Linked DNA regions of Sus scrofa: region 1 is linked to region 2. Evidence: chromatin contacts called from public promoter capture Hi-C data. All regions are on one chromosome and are shown on one strand. The core of a region is the stretch at or near the end of the contact, and the rest is flanking DNA. Distances in the headings are between cores, read along the strand shown.

Region 1 (3,360 bases), core at 412-2,911, 690 kb after region 2:
AGCATCACCTGGGAGCTTGTTAGAAATGCAAATTTTTGAAATTACCTTAGACATACAGAGCCATAAACTGTGATTCTGATGCACATTAAAGTTTGAGAATCACTGGTATTAAAGCACCAAACCTAGATTCCTTTACTTAGCTTTGGAGGCTGTCTATAACCTGGGTCCTTTCTTCCTTAATAATTTTGTTTACTTTCCTTCAAAAGATAGCCCTCACTCCAGTAAAGATGTTTCATTAAATCCCAAAGGTTTTCACCTGTCTCTACTCACACTAGGCCCTTCTCATATTTAACTACTCCTATTTTCTGGGCCCAGCACATTTCCTATCTTTTCTTATGTAAATACTTCCAACAATTATAATCCACAACAACATCATCCTTAAACTACTATTTTTATAGTTAGTACTAGCTGGCTTAAAATTTAACTATTTGCTGTTTTGTTTTTTTTAAAACACATGGATCAAGGCTTTCGTTTTGTTTTTGTTCTTTTCTGTTAGTATAGTTCTGAACACACAATACCTGCTCAATAAAGCCTTGCCAATGTGGTTATGTCTTACTGTCTTTTAAGAGGGATACCACGGGTCAAACTAGTTTCCCAGCAGAGATGTTTTATATTTTCATATGTCGTTTGATGACATGGATTCCACAAACTTCTCCCGACCGGCAAGATTTTAGGATTATAAAACGTTGCAACCTCATCACCCAGAAAACCTGAAGGACCTCTGCGACATCAAAACTGTTAACCTCTTGATCTAAGCTATCAGTCATCCACAAACTAGGCCTTCAACTAATTTCAGTGAGCCAACAGTTTGACTCAGCTGTTCACTGGAGTTTGAAGGCACAGGACGCCTGGGCAAAGCACCCAATGACATGGAACAATCTGAATCAAAGCGTTCCAAAACCAGACACAGACTATTTCAAAAAGTTATTCTAAAAGACAGGATGGAGAAGGTGAGTGTGTGGCAGAGCCCACCACGACTCTGAAGAAAGGCCTCCTCCTGAAAAGGATGTACCCGGGAAGGAAAAAAAAAAAAAAAAAAAAAAAAAAAAGGCAGCTGTGAAGTTTATTGCTTACTAGAACTTGAGTTAAACGGAAGTTATAGCCTCGACAACTGTTTCTGCAGATGGACAACAACTAGAAAACCAAAGGTCTAAGGAGAGTGGTCCTTGGGCAGAGAAAACAAAACTTCGGAGAGCCGGAGGCTCCGGGTTTGGCTGAAGGGGGACGGGCCGGGGCTTGTCAGCCAGGAGATGCGGAAGAAGCCTGCGGCTGACCCGAGAAGGGAGGAAGCGGAGACGCGGGCAGCCAAGGTTTTACTTTTCCCGCATAAGTGGCGTCACCAGTGGGCTCTGTTAGGGGAGTGACAGGGGAGACGCCGGGGCCCAAAGTGTTGGTAACCAAACACACGACCTTACCTTTCCCATTCTGAGGCAGTGGTGAAGTCCGTGATCTCAAACACCTCGGACTCGGGCTGCGGGAAGGGGAAGAAAGAAAGGAATTGAGCGCCTGAGCGCTGACGCGGAGAATCGAACTTAAATAGAGACAGGGATAGGTATGAAACAAACACCTCACCTCACTGTCGGCCGCCATCTTGAGGAGCGCCAAGGCGGGCGCTAGGGATGCCGGGAAGAAGAGCTGGAGGACGGGGGTGGGGAGAACAGGGGGAGGAGCCTCTGCGCAGTCCCACCCCCGGAGGCCCCGCCTCCTGATAGTGAGTCCTGATAGTGAGTCCTCTTCATAGGTTGAAATCATCTGAAAAAAAAAATTTTTTTTTTAAATGCTTTTGTTCCTGGGAAGGGAATCTTACTCTGCCCTCAACTCCTCGTTCTCTGGATGATTTAATAAAATTTGAAAATTTCCCTTAATGAATTAGGAAGGGAACAGAGCCAAGGAGATAAGACAAGGCCCTAGAAGCATTTAACTTGTTTTAAAAAATCCAACAGGAGTTCCCGTCGTGGTGCAGTGGTTAAGGAATCCGACTAGGAACTATGAGGTTGCGGGTTCGGTCCCTGCCCTTGCTCAGTGGGTTAACGATCCCGCGTTGTGGCAAGCTATGGTGTAGGCCGCAGACGCGGCTCGGATCCTGCGTTGCTGTGGCCCTGGAGTAGGCTGGCAGCTACAGCTCCGATTCGACTCCTAGCCTGGGAACCTCCCTATGCCGTGGGAGCGACCCAAGAAATGGCAAAAAAACAAAATAAATAAATAAGTAAATAAATAAGAAACCCAACACACATTTTGTTTTTCATTCAACCTCTACTGATTGATTGCAAGGCACTGAGCTAAGTGCTTTATAACCCACCTTTCCTCACCGCCCCACTCCTCAAAGAACTTAAGCAGTTTGCCTAAGTCATGAAATAAAATCATGCTAGTTATCTGGTTTCTGGGAAGAGCAACATGCTGTTCAATGAAAACTTTTAAGCCATTCAGAAACAGAATAGGTGCCAGCAGTTAGAAATTATTTCTCATACATACTCTATTATTTACAGAGAAAATCATACCATGTCCAGGGTTTGCTTCAAAATAATGGGAGGGAGAAGTGGATAAGGATAGAAATAAAACAAATCAGCGATGAGTGGGTAATTGATTAAGCCAATGATGGGTACATGTGTATTTATAATATTCTCTTTCCTTCTGTAAGGGTGAATTTTTTCATAATTAAAAGTTTTTTAAAAATTTAAATATCATTTAAAGATTTTTTTTTTTTTGTAATTCAAATGTGGGGGTAGAGGAACCAGAAAAAATGGCTTAAGCAATTAAAAAATTTAACCCTAAAATAAGAGAAAGAGACATAAAAAATTTGGTGATGTAGATGGTGCAATGAGGAAACTAAGGCCAGAGAATTTCAAGAATAGTTATTGCCAGTGCTAAGCCTTTAACTCCTGTCTCTTGATATTTCTTCTAGTTTTTGTTCATTATACTAGTGGGAGTTTGGGGCTACTTCTGCAGCAATCTGTCCCAACTTGCACCTTCATTCATTTATAAGCATTTATTAAATACCTACCATAAGCCAATCATAGCACTAGGCTCCAGGGTAATGAAGATATAGTGCAGGTATTATCTCAGATTTCAAGGAACTCAAGATGGAGTAGGAAGACGGGAAATCTACTGCCTATGAACAGAGGTGTTAAATGTATTAGTATCACTGTTATCAATGTGGAGGCCAATCAATGGTGACCTTAACAAGAAGAATCTTGGAGGACAAATGAAGGATAAAATGGAGACAGCCAGGATAGGGGCCGAGAAAGCCTCTAAGCGGAGAGAGAGTAGCACATCCAGAGGCTGAAAGTTAGGAAGATCTGGTCTATCTAATGAACTGAAATCAGACACCTAGAACACAGTGGTTACAATGAAGTTAGAAAG
Region 2 (3,302 bases), core at 345-2,844:
GATAATAGTGTAAGTTCCCTGGTGGACTAGAGGGTAAGGATCTGGCATTGTCACACTGTGGTCTGGCAGGGGTTTGACCCCTGGCCCTGGAACTTTCACATGCCACAAGCGCCGCCAAAAACAAACAAAAACAGCATAAGAGAATCTAAACTACCCAAGTTCTTCTAATTAATAGCACTGCACTAAAATTTTAGCAGAATTTAAAACAATCTGAAATTCCAACTTTAATGTTAAGTGAAACTCACGTTTCAGCAACTTCGTCTTCACTGTAGTGCATAAAGCTATAGGGCTATTATCTATTTTCCCAAGTCATGAGTTAATAATGACCAAACTGCTATTAAACACAAATAGTTGAAATAATACACCTCGAATTAACGGTAGTCACAAACACTGACTTGGTTTACATAATGAGGATCAACAAAACCACAGAAGCATCTGTTTACTGAAAAATAGAAGATTTCAGTAATAAATCCCAGAGCAACTTAGGATAAATGAGTCAGTACACCTGAAACTGCAGCTATGAAACTAGGAAGACAACAAAGATAGCCAAAGCCTCTGTATCTACTTCTTCTAAACAAATGGTTAAAATAAGAAAAAGATTAGATTCTCCACCCCACCCCCCATAACATTGTTTAAAAAGTCAAACCTATAGAGACCTGAAAAGTTTGCGTCTCAGGAACGTGACATCAGGTGGTTTCTCTTTGTGGATTACCTATGACACAGCTTTCTTCCTGGCAGTCCACAACTAGTTACAAACTGCCTGCCTGGCTAATGGCCTGTCTCTCCCCGCACCTCAACACTAATGACAGCGGCTTTAAAGTTTCCCGAAGCGGGTCCTCGGAGACAGAAATCTCCAACGGGGGCGGTGGGGGTCTGTGAGCAACAACTCCGCAGGCGGCCCGGAGTAAGGCTCGGCGGGGAGCTGCGGGGCAGGGCGGGCGAGGGCCTGCTCCGCTCTTCCCCTCGCCCCGCACAGAGAGGTGACGGCGGGGCTAGGCGCGCTCTCCGGACAAGGCCGGGAGAAGCCGGTGGTGGGGGCAAAGCCCGGTGAGCTCCAAACGGACGGGGGAGGCGCTGAGAAGCCAGTCAGCACCGACAGGCCGGGCCCCTCAGCACGAGGACGAAAGGCAGGGGGCTTCTGGGGTTGGACGTAGGCCGGGGCGGGGTGGGGAATGACCCGGCCACATCTCGGGCCCTCGCCTCTTTCACCTGCCACGAACACCACGAAGACCGCGCCGCTCCTCTTGGCTGATGCGATGGCGGCCGGAATGGCGCCCTGAAACCACAGCATCGTTGCCCTCGGGCCCTATCGCTCGTTTGGTGTGTTGTCGCCGCGGTCCCGGAGCTGACCCCGCCCTCTCCGTCCTCGGGCCCCGCGGCCTCCGCAGCCGCAGCTGGTCCGCCCCCCGCCTCCGGCCCCGCACAGGCGCGCAAGCCGGTCAGAGGCCCTCTGGGACGCGCGCAAGCGCGCAGACGAGGAGCGCCCCGCGACACGTGACACCACACGTCGCCGTCGTCTAGGCACCCCGGTGACTTGTCTTGTTGGCAAGTCGGTGGGTGCGCTATCCTACAAGGCCGCAGGCCCGGCAGTCCCGGAAGTGGACGGAGGTAGTAGGAAGGATGACTAGTAGCTAAGGCGCGTCGGCGGCGCCTTCCTAAGGCATGATGGGAATTGTAGGCTTCTTAGGCTAGGTCCCTTTAACTCTGTGGAAAATATAACTGGTTTCTCGCGCACCGCTAAAGGGGCGGTAGTGAGTCACTTCACAATCTATAAAGAGGAGAAGTAGTGCTTCTCGCCGAGAGATGCCATTCTTGGCTTTATTGAGACCTTGAAAGTGGAGGAAATCGTCCCCGCCCTGAGTGGAACCCTGCCTTTGGGACGATGTAATTCTGTATTACTATTAGTGACCATTGTGAGATAGCGTGGGTGTCTCTGGGTAAGGGACTAAGTGGGCTTTGTGGGGATTCACGACAAGGCTTTGATTTCTTTTGATCTTAATTTATCAGCTCAACCTTGAAGAAAAGAACCTTTTGTAATACCATACAGAGTGTGGTACAGGGGAGGTATTGGTTCGATGCAGACCTTGAGTAATTTCCTAGTCATTGGTTAGAGATCGTTTCAAACCTCATAACACTTAGCTATGCTGTTGCCACAGTTGCTTTCTACAGTAAGTTGAAGCCAGAGAATAGATAATGATTTATTTTCCAGCTACTTTTCATTGTACTACAAAAGAAGAATTTTGTTTATGACAATATGTGATAATGTATTATAATCAAGATATGGCACTTTCTGGTAGGTTGTCATTAAAATGAAAACCGATCCATATTTAATACTTTCATGAAAGTATATGGTCTCTAATAACTATTGGCTAAAGGCATGTATGGTTTATTTACAGTTGCATACGCTCTTATATTGTACATTCTACATGACTTAAATTTCTTCTCCAGCAGTACAACCATTTGACAATCTTTGCAGGGCTAAGGAGGGGCTACATCCGAAAATACCCATTTTCTACAAATATTTAACCTAAAAATAGCTAACATTCCAATTTTTATTTACTTTTTTCCAACCAGGCCTCACATATAGTGTTATTATAAACAAACATAATGCTGATTATAGACAGTAATCTTACAGATAGTTGCTGCTTATATAGGACACTGTTGCTCAGGAAGAGTTAGAGTTGATCTTTAACATCAACTTTAAATGGATTCCTTAAAATTCGATTAATGTATATACCCTTGCAGTGGAACGATTAATTATTCCTAGTGTTAGAATTAAATATTAGGAGAGTTCCTGCTGTGGCTCAGCAGTAACAAACCTGACTAGTATCCATGAGGGTGTGGATTTGATCCCTGGGGCTCACTCAGTGAGTTAAGGATCCCATGTTGTCTTGAGCTGTGATGTAGGTCCCAGACATGGCTCGGATCCCATGTTGCTGTGGCTGTGGTGTAGGCCAGCAGCTACAGCTCTGATTCAACTCCTAGCCTGGAAACTTCCATATGCTATGGGTGGGGCCCTAAAAAGACAAAAAAAAAAAAAAAAAAAAAAAAAAAAAAGAGAGAGAGAGAAGAATCATTCATAGCCTTTCACTTATTCATCAATTATGTATTGCTTACCTGCTATGAACTAGGCCCTGTACCTGGCATTGATAAGGAGATGAGGCAAGCAGATGGAGGCCATGTCTTTGTGACTGCATAGTCTAAAAGAGGAAGACAGACCTTGAACTGTAAGTGATGATGAATACAAGAGGGGAAATTCATCAGAAATGTAATCATGTGACCAAACATGGATGGCAGGTTGA

The links. Promoter capture Hi-C pulls out the DNA fragments that hold promoters and counts their contacts.
Region 1: a contact with region 2 is called in a promoter capture Hi-C map of liver, with 8 times the contacts expected there. The contact joins the promoter of RAB3GAP1 here to the promoter of UBXN4 in region 2. A contact is called at or near these places in 2 of 5 promoter capture datasets (fetal skeletal muscle and liver) and 2 of 2 datasets of contacts at active chromatin or transcription factors (alveolar macrophages and skeletal muscle).

Annotation. Positions count from the first base shown.
Region 1 is chr15:16,891,487-16,894,846 of Sscrofa11.1, forward strand. RAB3GAP1 (rab3 GTPase-activating protein catalytic subunit) reads right to left here and starts at 1,662. Exons shown (of 27, transcript XM_013983945.2): 1 at 1,573-1,662; 2 at 1,416-1,471. The coding sequence starts at 1,590.
Region 2 is chr15:16,204,917-16,208,218 of Sscrofa11.1, forward strand. It overlaps UBXN4 (UBX domain-containing protein 4), which reads right to left and starts at 1,595. Exons shown (of 13, transcript XM_021074795.1): 1 at 657-1,595.